Regions from separate parts of the Mus musculus genome. Here region 2 is linked to region 1. Evidence: chromatin contacts called from public promoter capture Hi-C data. All regions are on one chromosome and are shown on one strand. The core of a region is the stretch at or near the end of the contact, and the rest is flanking DNA. Distances in the headings are between cores, read along the strand shown. Region 1 holds the start of Nfe2l3 (nuclear factor, erythroid derived 2, like 3). Region 2 holds the start of Hibadh (3-hydroxyisobutyrate dehydrogenase).

Region 1 (6,533 bases), core at 2,116-4,615:
ATGTCCCTGAACACAGGTGGCTGGCCTCGTCTGAAAAGTGACTTTGTACAGAGCTCTCTGCCGGGCTGCATAACTGAGCACACATGTCTTCTCTGGCTTCCCACCACATGATACTTAGGTGTTGTACTATAACCAATCAGCCCTGACTGCTCGCTTGATGCCATGCCCGATAAGCCCTTCCCACCTGTACCCCTAAAGTAGACTCATCTCGCTGATGTGGTCTCGGGTCTCCTGGAGGTCATTCAGTCCGTACTCAGGGCCCTCCCCACTCCGAACCCTGTTCTCTGCTTCTGCTTCCTCTCTCCCCTCAGGCTGTTGGCCACCAGCCTCCAGGGAGAAAGAGGGAGCCACACATTGATTTAAGGATTTTATAAATACAAGTGACTTTTAAAAATGCCCTGCTTAGCCGGGCGTGGTGGCCCACGCCTTTAATCCCAGCACTTGGGAGGCAGAGGCAGGCGGATTTCTGAGTTCGAGGCCAGCCTGGTCTACAAAGTGAGTTCCAGGACAGCCAGGACTACACAGAGAAACCCTGTCTCAAAAACACCAAAAAAAAAAAAAAAAAAAAAATGCCCTGCTTGCCAAATGTAGTAGCACACACTTTAATCGCAGCCCTGCCCAGCGGCAGAGGTAGATGGATCTGCATCTCACTAAATTCCAGGCTAGCCTAGCCTACATACTGAGTTCCAGGCCAGCTACCCTTCCCCCAACCCCACCCCTCCAAGGGAGGGAGCTTGAGACAGGGTTTCTTTGTATAACCTTGCCTGTCCTGGAACTTACTCTGTAGACCAGACTGGCCTCAAAAATCAATCTGTCTGCCTCTGCTTCCTGAGTGCTGGGACTAAAGGTGTGTGCCACCACTGCCTGGTGGTATCTACCCTTTTAACTAATTAATTAATTAATTAATTAATTAATTAATTAATTTAGTCTTTCTTAGACAAAGGCTTACGTAACCCTGTCTGTGTTTGAACTCTTGCCTGATCCTTCTGCTTTTTCATCCGAGCTCCCGGGGTTGTAGGTGGACAGCAACCACCACATACATCTGTCCAGTTTATGTGCTGCTGGGAAGGAACTCCAGGACTTGGGCTGTGAATATGGCTCACTGGGGAAAGACACTTGCCACCAAAGCTGCTAGCCTGAGTTCAATCCCTGGGAGCTATTACGGTAAGGAGGAAACCAACCCTTGCCATCTGTCAAACCCGGGTTTGTGCATGCTTGTCAGGCACTCTACCAACTGAGCTACATCCCAACCATGGGGGAAATGAAACATTTTGGGGGCACCAACTATGTATAAGGTTCTGAAAGTTGCTACCATGACTGATGGCTCATCTATATTCTTATTTGGTTCACAGCATGTACTAGAGAAACCCATAAGTCACTTACATCACAGTGTTTTAGAACTCAAGTGCCATCCTTGTTTCTAAGAATTTCACAGATTTATATAAAGGGAGGAAGGGAGAGAAGGAGGGGAAGGAGGAGAGAGGGAAGGAGGGAGGGAGGGAGAGGAAAGGAGGAAGAAGGGAGAGCATCTTACGCCCCTAACGAGCTCCAAGCTACTGAGCTCAGGCGTCCCATCTCATATTCTTCGCAATCTCCAACAGCACACGAGGGAGAAAATCAGTCTATAAAAAGCTGAATGTGGCAGACATTTACTGAGCCAAGATCATCCCAGTATCACCCCCATCCCCATAAACGCACCCTCATTCCCAATCACTCAAGACTTAAAGCAGAAACACCTTCTGCCTGGCATGGCAGTACACTTCTTGTCATTCTCATACTAGGGAGGCAGGGGGTTGGAACATATGAGTCCAGCCAGGAATACACATTGAGACATTGTCTCAGAAAACCAAGGACTGGATATGTCTGTAGCTCTGGGCAGTCTATCCCTAGCAACTCCTAAAAACAAAAATCTTTGCTTCTACTTTTGCTGGACAAGATTTGTCATACTAGATAGCCCCTGGGGAGAGAGAAAAGGAGGAAGGGAAAGAGGGAGGGAGGAAAGGAGAGAAGGAGGGAAGAAGAGAGAGGAATGGAAAGAGGGAGGGGAAAAGGGAGGGAGAGACCTCCAGGAAGAAAGAGAGGGAGGGAGGGAAAGAGAGAGAGAGGAAAGGAGAGAAGGAAGAAAGGAGAAAGGGAGGAAGGGAGAGAAGGAAGGGAAGGAGGAGAGAGGGAAGGAGGGAGGGAGGGAGAGGAAAGGAGGAAGAAGGGAGAGCATCTTACAAATTTTCTAAGTTGACAAACCCTAAGTGGGGCTAGGTTCCCCAGGGGGAACCAGGAGGGCTTGGTAAAATCTCCACTTGCAAAGCCCATGTTGGGTACTGTGTAGGTACAAAGGTGAGCCAAACAGGTTCCTGGCCCTCAAGAGTTTACAAGAGTCAAGTCATACTAACCCTCGGCCTCTGTAAACCACAAAGTAGAATAGGCCAAGTGCTGCAATGCTGGCAGCTGGGGAAAGCTCTGTGGGAGAACAGATGGGAGAGAGATTAATCCCATATGCTGAATATTCAGAGGATGGAGCTTTAGGGGGCTACCCCTTAGAAGATGAGGGGGCAACAACCCACAGATAATAGAGTACTTCCTGCCTGTGCTTGATGGTTTGCCCGAATCTCCGGAAAGACACATAAAGTGAAATTTTGCCTAAGTTCAACCTAGAAAGCAGTGTTGGGGCTGGTGGATTTGAACACACACAAGTCCTGTAGAGCTGGTATTCTCAGCCCTCAGGTATGAAGCAAAAATGCCATGAGAGAAGACTAACAATTTGCAAAGTATGTCTAGGGAATAGTGAAGACTCTGTAAAGGTGTAGATATGTGCATGTGTCTATATAATATTCTTTCACTGAAAAGGAGGCTTGGAATCTGTATCGATTCCTGACTTTCGTAGATTTCATCTGATCTCCCTGAATCCCTATTTGGGGTACTATTCTCCTTGTTTTGCCGACAAGGAAACAGAAACACTGATTATTAAGAAACCCTCGCTGTCTGGTGATGGGGGTGCAATCTGAATTTAGGGTCTACTCCTCTTACCCTCCGTGCTGGCCAGTAGTTGCCCACCTGTGACCACTTGTGCTTAGTGCTCAAAACTGGCTACTTTCTCCCTAGTTTAAACATCCTTGTCTCCTCCCAACTTCTCCAACTTTCCTCCACTCCCACCCATAGGTTTTTTCAGCTAGAGTGGTCCAGGTCACTACCACAGGGCTGCCAGGGGCATCTGGGAGCTTTAAATCTGCTTCCATTCCAAAATGCTTTGAAACTCCTCCTATAAAGAGGCCTGGAGCCCAGAACAGATATGAGTGTGTCCCAGGGGCTGTGCCTGCGGCTCGGGGCGGGGCGAAGTTTGAAGGGGGCGGGACTTAACTGTGGGCGTTGCCAGGCAATGGGGCGGGTTCTGAGAGCTGGGTGTTGCAGGTGTCTCCTCCGCCTCTCTGGGTCCCCGGCCGCGCCAGGCACTGTGTGGGCAGCCGAGGGAGCGCCTTTGTGCCTGGCTGGGGTGAGGCTGCAACGGCCCCTTGTACGCCCTGGTCCATTGTCTTTTCGGCTGGTGCCACAGGGGCGGCTGTAGTGCCAAGCCGGGTGGACACAGGCATCCCCGGCGCACCGTGGGAGATGAAGCTCCCGAAGCCTTGGTGGGCGGGCGGCGGCCTCCTGCAACTCACGATTCTGTTGAGCTTGGTAGGGCTCCGTGTGGACCTGGACCTCTTCCTGCCGCCGCCGGCCGCCGCACTTTGGGAAGAGCTGCTCCCACTCTGCCCCACCCGCCCCGCCTCGGCTTCTAACCCCTTCTCGGCTTCGGAAGGCTGGGAACGCACCCCCCTGCTACCTGCCAAAGGCCGGCTGCTGCACGAAGTGCGCGCGCTCGGGGTCCCCTTCATTCCCCGCACCCGCGTGGACGCGTGGCTAGTGCACAGCGTGGCGACTGGGAACGCAGACGGGGCCCACGGGCTGCTCGGCACCGCCGCCTCGTCGGCCGTGGGAGACGGCGGCCAGTCAGCATCCGCGGGCGGCGGGGACCCCCGAGCGGCTCATAGCAGCCCTCTGGCCGCTGAGGAAGAGGAGGAGAAGGCGGCCGAACCGACGGCGCAGGTGCCAGATGCAGGCGGATGCGGGAGCCAGGTAACCTAAAAAAACGCAAGCGAGAAGCACGTCTACGCCCTCCAGGGCAGAAAGAACTGGCCCCGAGCTCTAGGGTCCCGATGACTAGGCAGGGTCACACCCGGGCTCTCTTTTCTCCCTACTCTAGGTAGTTACAGGTTGCGGGACAAATGTGCCCCGCCTCCTTTTGAATGAAGAGGGTGAGTTCTGGGGATTTGCTTTTAGGGAAAGTGTATGAAATCCATTGCGTGCAGAGACCACCCTTCCTTGTGTTTGATGGCTGTGGAGGGTATTTTGGTAATGGGGAAGCTAGAGGGAATGGTGCTGTCTGGACGTGGCCTTTAATCGTACCCCGAATGCATTAAGATGCCTTGATGGGGAACCTGTACCGGAGTAGAGAATATGAAGGAGGCCTCAGCCCCTGAGAAGATGTGCATCTCTCTGAAGAACCACGCACCTAAGCCGAGACACGATCCTTGCCCTGAGTTTAAACGTTTGTGGATGTGTTGTTGTGCTCCTGGACTAAGTAGGCTCGGTGTTCAGTGCAGGTGGTCTCTCTGTGATCTACCATCCCACCCTTGCCTGAGAATACTCCCTAATGGGACGTGTGAAATCCATAATTGACATAAACATGACACGTAGTAAGTTCCCTTTGGTTGCCGGTGCTCCCCTGCAGCTGAACTTTTTGTTTCTAAACAGTTCTGCAAGATCTGTGGGCGAAAACCTCAGGAAAGACCTGGCAACTAAAGCGCTCCTGTCTCCCAGGGGGTGCGGGTGGGGGGGGGGGGGAACTGGCTCCCTTTTAGGCCCAGTGCTTGAGGTTAACTGATGTCAATCCACAAGTGTTTGTAGGAGGTTGTTTTTGTGAAAAGCAGTCTTGTGCAAAATGGGAATTGGAACTAAACTGGTTTGTTTGCGGCTGTTCAAAATCACCGTTTGTGTAGGCAGTTGTCTGACGGGCTCCTCCACCCTTTCTTGGAGGGGTCATTGCGAGAGGTGCTAGTGATTCATTGTTAGGCTGTTCTGATCCCTTCCTCCTCTCTGGGAAGGGAGCTAATAGGGTGGGGGTTAGTGCTAGCGGTGATAGGCCCCTGATGGTTTAGAACTAACAGGAAGCCACTCCCTCTTCCAGTCTATGGATCTGAACTCCCAAGAGGGAAGGGTGTCACCCGAGGAGAGGCATCTCTCATTTTAGGAGAGTACCTGCTACCTCCACACCTTTTCTGGTCCTGCAAAGTGTGACTTTGAAACCCTGGGTGGATTCTGTACGAGGTGGTGCCACACCAGTCTCACAGCCAAATGTCATCCAGCTTGCTAAGTGTACAGACCTTTGAAGGGAATAGAAGATTTTCTCTCTGAAGGCTTCCTTCCTACCATTGCCTGGTTGATACCTATCTAGACTGGTGGGCTGGTTTTGGAGGCAGCTCTGATGGCCTGGGAACTGAAACACGGGTTTAAAAACTTGTGCAAGGTACCAGAACCAGCTAGTTATGGTGGGCAGAATCTGAACCCAGGCGTCCGGCAGCTCCTCCCTCTCCCTTCTTACCCTCTGTGTCAATGGTTCTCACAAGGACGACCTGGAGTCTGTCTTTCTTCGAGGAGGAGAGAACAAAGCCACGGTGGTCCCATGCCCTCCAGTCTTCCACCAGACCCCCAGCAACTCTCTTGACAGTGCCTTCCCAGGCTGGGCTGCAGGTGCTTCTGCAAGGCCAGGGTAACCGTGTGGGGGTTGTTTCTTTTCAGTCAAGCTGATCAGTTGCTGAGGCCTTTCCAGCGCCATGGTGGAAATGCCCTGTACTTGTCTGTCTGTCTGTCTGTCTGTCTGTCTGTCTGTCTGTCTGTTCTTGAGGAAACAATACCCAAAGAGGTCAGGAAACTCGGCTGAAGATATGCAATAGTTAATGGCGGAAGTGGACTGAGAACTGGATCTTCAGTCTCCCAGACTGGTATATTAATTAAGTACCATGCATGGGTTGCGCTCAAGCTCTCCCCATTAGAGTGCGTCTGCGATGGAGTGAATTAGCTTCTTATTCAGCCTGGCTCCTTGCCCCAAGACAACTGCTTTCTGGTGCAGAATTTGTTTGTGGTATGTTCAATTGGGGTTTGTTGTGGTGGTGGTGGTGGTGATGGGTGTTTTGTAATAGAATGTTGGTCTTGAACTTGCTATGGAGCCGAGGATGATCTTGAACTCTTGAGGTTTCCCCTTCCCCCTCTAATATAAGATTACAGGCACGAACCACACTAGCTTTATTGAGCATTATTGACCAGGCTGGCCTGGACCTCTTACTCCTCTTGTCCCAACTTCTCAAGTGCTGGGATTACAGGTGTGTGTCACCATGCCTGACTTGCATTTTTTTTTTAAAGACAGATTGTAGGCTGGAGATCTCAGTGGCTAAGGGCATTTGCTACCCTTGCAGAGGACCCAGGTTTGCGTCCATGCACTC
Region 2 (6,958 bases), core at 1,795-4,294, 1.2 Mb after region 1:
ACTTGAGGTTTGCTTTGGAATTATTTTAAATGCCAGTGTTTATATAAATTAATAATAATGACAAATAGTAAACTAACCTCAAAAATGTTAACTTTTTTTGAGATTCAAATCTTTTTTTTAAAAAAGTGGAGTACATTCTACAAAACCATTATCACTTCTCCTCCCCTAGCCTCAGGGAACATCGCGGACCATGGGCGCTGAAGAGTGAGAGGATGATGAGGAATGCCACAGAACAAGACCATCCAGACACCACCCAGCTGCTACAATCGTGGTCACCTGACCCTTCAACAGGCCATCATGCACAGAGGTGGTCCCATGAGGACCCACCCTTCCTGTAGTGCTTCTGCCTGCTAATGGGTGTTGCTGGAAGGGTTATCATTTTGTGAATGGTGTGACTGGGGAACAGGCTGGCAAGAAGGGGTTCAGAGGGAAAGGAGGAGGTAGAACAGAGGGGAATGTGGGTGAATATAATCACAAATTGCTGTATTATGGATAAAACTGTGAGGAAAAAAAAGCTTAAATCTAAACATACAAGAAATACAAGCACATACACAAAAGGCATCTGTAGTTTTTTAAACTTAGTATTTGCAACTCTATATACAGTGCTATTCAATTTCCCACCCCACCTTTGGTCAAGTGGTCTTTAAAAATGTCCTGATACAATTTTTCTATGTACATGTTGAGGAGTCCCAATAAGTTAGTTGAAGAAAGTGTGTGTGTGTGTGTGTCCTCTTTAAAAAATAGACCTAAAGCTAAGTACAATTATCTTTTTTAAAAAATACAAATATAATTGAGGAAAATACGTAATAAAAAATATTTATAAAAAATACAAAATTTGCTTATTAAATGAATTATGAAACAGGAAAGAAATTATTTTCTCTGTTTCTTCTGGTATGCATTAAATGTATTACAGCTGCCATAAGTTGACACCTTGTAAGTCTCATTTTTTAAAAAGTACATGGGTCTTTATAACACTATCAACTATTCTCTATAAATAGCTTAAACATAATATGGAGGCAAATCCCTCCACAGAATTCAGAACATCAAGTATTAGTAATTGAACATGGTTCCTTTTCTACATTTTCCTACACTTCAAAGTTGCATGGAGATGAGGTATTTTCCCCAATTTTTAGAAAAGATTTAAATCTCAAAAAAAATTAACATTTTTTGTAATTAGTTTACTATTTGTCATTAATATTAGTTTAAAATAACTAATTTAAAATAACTCCAAAGTAAAAAGGGATTGTTTGAGTGTTTCAAAGACATCACTAAAGAACTTTTTCTTAAAATTAATTGTTCATAGACACATGCCTTTGGGCCAGAGCAGCCCAAGCACAAGATGGCTTGGTAAGGCAGTTTACCCAGCACCAGGGAGACAGGTCCTTCCTGCTGTCAGAGCATAGGATTATAAGCTTTGGCCTCAGACTCTCCTATCATGAATTGTAAGAACTTTCATAACCCTTAAAAGGTACATGAATGGTTCAAGAAACTATCATTAGTCACCTTGTAAAAACACTAAACAGCAAATATATCATCCTGAACTAATCAGATCTCAAAATGTTGTACACTGATAAGAAAACTGCTGCTCCCTTCAAAGTGTTTTTAAAAAGAAAAAAATTATATCCAAAATCATGTGTTTGCATCTGGCTAATCACAATTCCTTATCTGTCATCTGCTACCTATTGCACACAAATGCTCTTCCAAAGCAGAAAGAAATTTCATAAGTTTTTCCTGAGGGCAAAGACTGGGAGCTGCTCAGAAATCAACTCCCAACATATTTCTTACACAAAAATTAAAACAAGTGAACACAAGCACCCTGAATCCAGAGCCTCCTGCATGCTAAGCAAAGGCAACGGTGTTTTGTTTGCTAGTCCTGTATATGATAGTGCTAACCAGCACATTGTTAAAATAAACTTTTACATTTAAAAAAAAAAATCCTTCGGTATCTCCCACAAATCAACCAATTTTTTTTTTCAACACATGTTCCCAACAGGTTAACTGCTAGACAAGTAGCATATGAAAACCCTCATGGGAATTTTTCTTTATGGTCATGTCCACAGCAAATGAGAAACTGCATTCTAAAAGCCTTGGTAATGACCATTTCAACCAATTCTTAATTAAAGAGGTGTCTTGATGTCCTAGAAAATCCAAGAGTCAGGGAGAAACAAGGGGTACTTCCTGGATCTTGTTGGAGAAGTCCCAATTTACTCATTCTAAGGCCTTGGGAGATCCTCATGTGAAAAGCAGTTCTCAGATATTCATGTCGCTCTAAAAGCTTAAAACCTGGTCACTTTCCATACTTGCAGCACAGCATAGTAGTCGGTTAGGTTATAGACACAACTTTGAGGCAAAGAATTGTGGTTAATATTTCGACAAAAGTCCACCACTTTGAGGCAGCACAACTCCATTTCATAATGGAGTTCGCTCTGCTTGCTGGTCAAGGGTGACAAACTTTGCTGGATTTCTAGGATACCGCCATGCCACCGACTAGAGTAGTTAAAACACAAATTAGGCCTTGAAGTCTGAGGGAGCCCCCGCTTAGGGTGAAGCCAGGGAGCTGGAAGGCCAGGGGTCCCAGAGGTGGGTGCGGTGGGGTCACCTCTGGAGCTGAGCCCTCCAAATGTCCTAGGAGCCCCAAATCCAAAGCGCACGCCAGGGACCCAAACATTCCTCCCTTCATCACAAGCTGTTCCTGGGTCCCGCAGAGGAAACGCTGAACAATCTGGAGCCGGGCATAGGGCAGGAGTGGAAGGCTGACGGCTCAGGAGGCAGTTACAAGGGGGCCCAGGCCTAGGAGGCGACCACAATTGTCGCTTTTACCCTCAAACCAACCGCAGCCCTTCGGGCGAAAAGCCCTCCTCGGATGACCAGAGGAAGAAGAGCAGATGGGGCGCGAGGTCCTTACCCGCTGCAAGGCTGCCCACGGGCCGCCGCCGGCCGCTCCAGTACCAGAGGCCGGAGGCTGCTCCCCGGAACCCCAAGGAGGCTGCCATGCTGTCCCCCGCCCCGCCTCCGCGCCGTGACCTCCGCCGCCTCACACACGGCCTGTGAACTACGAGTGTGCGCAGCCGGGATGGCCCGCACCTCCGTAAGGACAGCTCGCGCACGCGCTCTCCTTGCTCGGCTTGGACTCCGCCCAGCGCGGGGCGGAGCACTGTGTTGAGAGGCGTGGCCGGAGTCGGGAACAGTCCAATCAGGATCCCGAAATCCATAGACGCCCTGCCTTGCCTCCGGCTCCTGCTGAATTTACAACCTTTGGGTGAGAGAATTCTTGTTTACCCAAAAGCTGAGGGGTGTGTGGGAGGCGGTGGCTGTCGCTCACTACCGCCTCCTCCGAGCACCTGCACTGAGCAACTGCCTCTTCACTGGGCTGCTAATTGTTTTTCTTCCTCCCAGACAAGAACCGCAGCTACTGCAGTATTAAAGGAAAGAGCAGAAATGTTGTGTTTCCTAGTATAGGGACTCATTTTTAACTTCAGTAATAAATACATGGACCTCCCAGGGTTAACATATATATTTTCAGCGTCTGTTGAAACACAATCACAGAATCTACCATGTGTGTAATAACTGAAATCTATGTGATATACAACTCAATGGTTTTTCCAGTCGTATTTGAAAAGTAGTAGGGAAGTAATTTAATAGCACTGTTCTCTTTGAAGAGTAGAATTTCTAGGAACTTACTGAGTTCCAAGAAATGCGTCAATGTTTAAAATTTTCTACAACCTGCATCTTTTGAACCCAAAATCTAATGGTACATTTAAACCCAGGAAGTAGTATATATGTATATTATAAAAACAGATATTTTGCTGATCTTTCCTTATTTGACTATTTGGTATATTTGGTGGCTTAAATAAGCATGGCCCCCATAGACTCATATGTTTGAGTGCTTGGCACATAGGAGGTGTGACTTTATTGGAGAAGGTGTGGCCTTGTTGGAGGAAAGGCATCACTGTGGAGACCAGCTTTGAGGTCTTACATATGCTCAAACGACAGCTAGTGTGGCACACAGTCCCCTTCTGCTGCTTTCAGATCAAGACCTAGAACTCTCAGCACCAACTCTAGCGCCACGTCTGCCTGGATGCTGCTATGTGCCCCACCATGATGACAATAGACTAGGTCACTGCAACTGTAAGCCAGCCCCAATTAAATGGTTTTGTTTTTATAAGAGTGGCCATGGTTATAGTGTCTTTTCACAGCAATGAAACCCTAAGTAAGACAGTATACATATTTGAATATCTGTTCCTTGAGGATAATCGCAAAGTATTCAATTTCCACTGGAGAATTTTTATCTTCAGTACACTAAAACAAGACTTGTAACCTTTGAAGAAAAGTAGGCCAAGAGGCAAGAATGGGGCTTGGGGGGTAGGGGGAGGGCAAGCAATAAGAAAACCAAGATGCCTACCTTCCATCCTCAAAAAAAAAAAAAAAAGCAAAACAAAACAAAATGACAAAAAACACCTGTGTTCGTCTTGTTTTAATTCATTTTCCTTGTGCTGCAGTCATCCTAAAAAGCAAAATCAAGGGATTCAAGTTTGACCTTTAAAAAGCAAAGTGCCTCTTCCTAGTCACCCACAGGGCTGATAAAAGGAAAACTAAGATTGTCAATTTTTTTTTTTTTTTTTTTTTGCAGGCTCAGGAGTTCTGGCATGGTATTAATGTTCCCAGGAACCCATACGGGAGTTCAAGGACCCATCTGGAGCTATAGGAAACCAATTCCCTTCTAAACAGTCCTCTGCCCCACCCTAAAAACAGAAAAGAAAGTCAGATGTAAAGAGAAAGTAAACAAAACAAGTATAAACAAACAAATAACATCGTAGCTACTGGATAGTCTTCGATTTGGTGCTTCCATCCCTAATAGGGCTAATTGGTTTCTGAAGTATTTCATGTCTCTCTATTCTGGTTTCTTTAGGTTTTACTGGAATGGATTTTCTGCAAGCAATAAATGTGTCCCTACAGGTTTCTATATTTAACTGCTGAAGTGCAGTCTGCTTCCCAGCTCTGCCGACCCCCACAGCAGAGCTGTTTACGACACGAGACAACACATCAATTCATCTCCGCGGCTCCTTGAGTTAATATCCCAGTCCTCCTGAGATTTTACGCCCAATCAGATTGCTTTTGTCATTTTTATTGTGAGCTACTGTTTTTGTTTCTCTGGGTTGTTTATGGGGCTCTTTTCTTGAAAATGAGTTATTTCTTACAAAAGGCCGACTCTTGTGAACACCATCCCCCTAGGAGTAGAAAGAATAAGGGACTGTGGGAGAGCAAGGGAAGCACCTCTTATGTGTGGTTTGGTTTAGTTTGCTTTGGTTTCACTCTGGCTATGGAACTCATCCAATATTGAAAGTTTGATTCTATTTGTTTCAGTGTCACAAAGGGCTAAGTCATAGTTTTAATTTATTCCCATATCCTGCAGACTATTGTCTCCTTCCAGAAGCGCTGACTTGCTTCACAAAGGATTTTCAAAGGTGGCTTTTCCTAAGTACTGCGACTTTGTTAAAATCCTTACGACTTGAAGGTTGTATTATATTTGAAAGGCAGTTTACTGTCTATGGTTAGACTTGCGGGGAGTTGAGGAGGCTAGGATTTAAGACAGGGATTGGCCTGGAACTTGCTATGTAAACTAGGATGGCCTGGAATTCCTAGAGATCCACCTGTATCTGCCTCCTGAGTGCTGGGCTTCAAGGTGTGCATCTCTGCACCCTGCCCATCCCATGACTCTTTACGTACCTAATATATCCCAGACCCAGAGCTGGAGGGACCAAATGAGAGAACCAGAAGAAGCCTTGTTAGGTCTCAACCCTGGGACAAATGGCTAGCTGAGGTGCTGAGGGGCCTTTTAACAGCAAAGCGGATTCTGGCTATCAAGTTCTTCCAGCATCTCTCAGTTCCTATTAGGGTCACCCTGGCTGGTATACCTAGCTCTCCACCTTAAAGTCTCCAGCCCAGGGACTGACTGGCTGGGCTGCCCTTCCAGCAGCTGCTCTTCCCTACATAACCCAACCATTCTGATTACACAGTCCTTTTACCTTTTGCCTCTCCCTTCTTTTCCCCTCTCCCCCTTGCTCCCCTCTTCCCCTCTCCCCTCCCCTCTCTCCTTTCTCTCCCCTCCTCTCTCCTCTCCCCTCTCCCCTCTCCTCCCCTCTCCCCTCTCCTCCCCCTCTTCCCCTTTGCTCTCTCCCCCCTCCCCTCTCCTCTCTCCTTACATGGCCCTGCTCAGTACACTGGTCATGTCCTCTCTGGACGCTCCCAGATGTCTCTGCCTCAGCCTTCTATCTGTAATAAAACCCTCCACCCCTACGAAGCAGTCATGTCCTCCTTTTATTTCTTTTCCTCGTTCATCCCTGAGTAAAGTTCTGAGAGGACATGTGCTGTTGATACGGGTACAGCCATGTCAAGGACCCTTAGCCTCAGCCCCATGGGAATGGCAAAGCCTTCCCAGGGTGAGACCAAGAGGGAAAAGACAAAGCCTTACTCTGAGGTCCAATTGTGGGTGTTAATAGTATGTCCAGAAATGTCCACCATAACTTTCTGCCCTGGATATTTATGGCCTGAAGACCTCACCCCAGTAAGACTGTTCCTGCTGAGATTAGATGTTAGCTAGACCCCATTTTCTTTTTTTTTTTTTTCTTTTTTAAAGATTTATTTATTTATTTTCTGTATATGAGTACACTGTAGATATACAGGTGGTTGTGAGCCATCATGTGGTTGCTGGGAATTGAACTCAGGACCTCTGCTCTCACTCCGGCCCTACTCTCTCCAGCCCCGATTGCTCCAGCCCAAAGATTTATTTATTGTTATATGTAAGTACTGTAGCTGTCTTCAGACACACCAGAAGAGGGCATCAGATCTCATCAATGATGGTTGTGAGCCACCATGTGCTTGCTTGGACTTGAACTCAGAACCTTCAGAAGAGCAGTCAGTGCTCTTAACCACTGAGCCATCTCTCCAGCCCTAGAAA

Evidence for each region. Capture Hi-C pulls out chosen DNA fragments and counts their contacts.
Region 2: a promoter capture Hi-C map of liver shows a contact between it and region 1, with 3 times the contacts expected there. The contact joins the promoter of Hibadh here to the promoter of Nfe2l3 in region 1. A contact is called at or near these places in 2 of 39 promoter capture datasets (embryonic stem cells and liver) and 1 of 9 other capture datasets (liver).

Annotation. Positions count from the first base shown.
Region 1 is chr6:51,429,304-51,435,836 of GRCm38.p6, forward strand. It overlaps Nfe2l3 (nuclear factor, erythroid derived 2, like 3), which reads left to right and starts at 3,366. Exons shown (of 4, transcript NM_010903.2): 1 at 3,366-4,110. The coding sequence starts at 3,604.
Region 2 is chr6:52,637,256-52,644,213 of GRCm38.p6, forward strand. Hibadh (3-hydroxyisobutyrate dehydrogenase) reads right to left here and starts at 3,045. Exons shown (of 8, transcript NM_145567.1): 1 at 2,906-3,045. The coding sequence starts at 2,993. LOC115490472 (a small nucleolar RNA gene) reads right to left here and starts at 2,100; the gene lies at 1,979-2,100.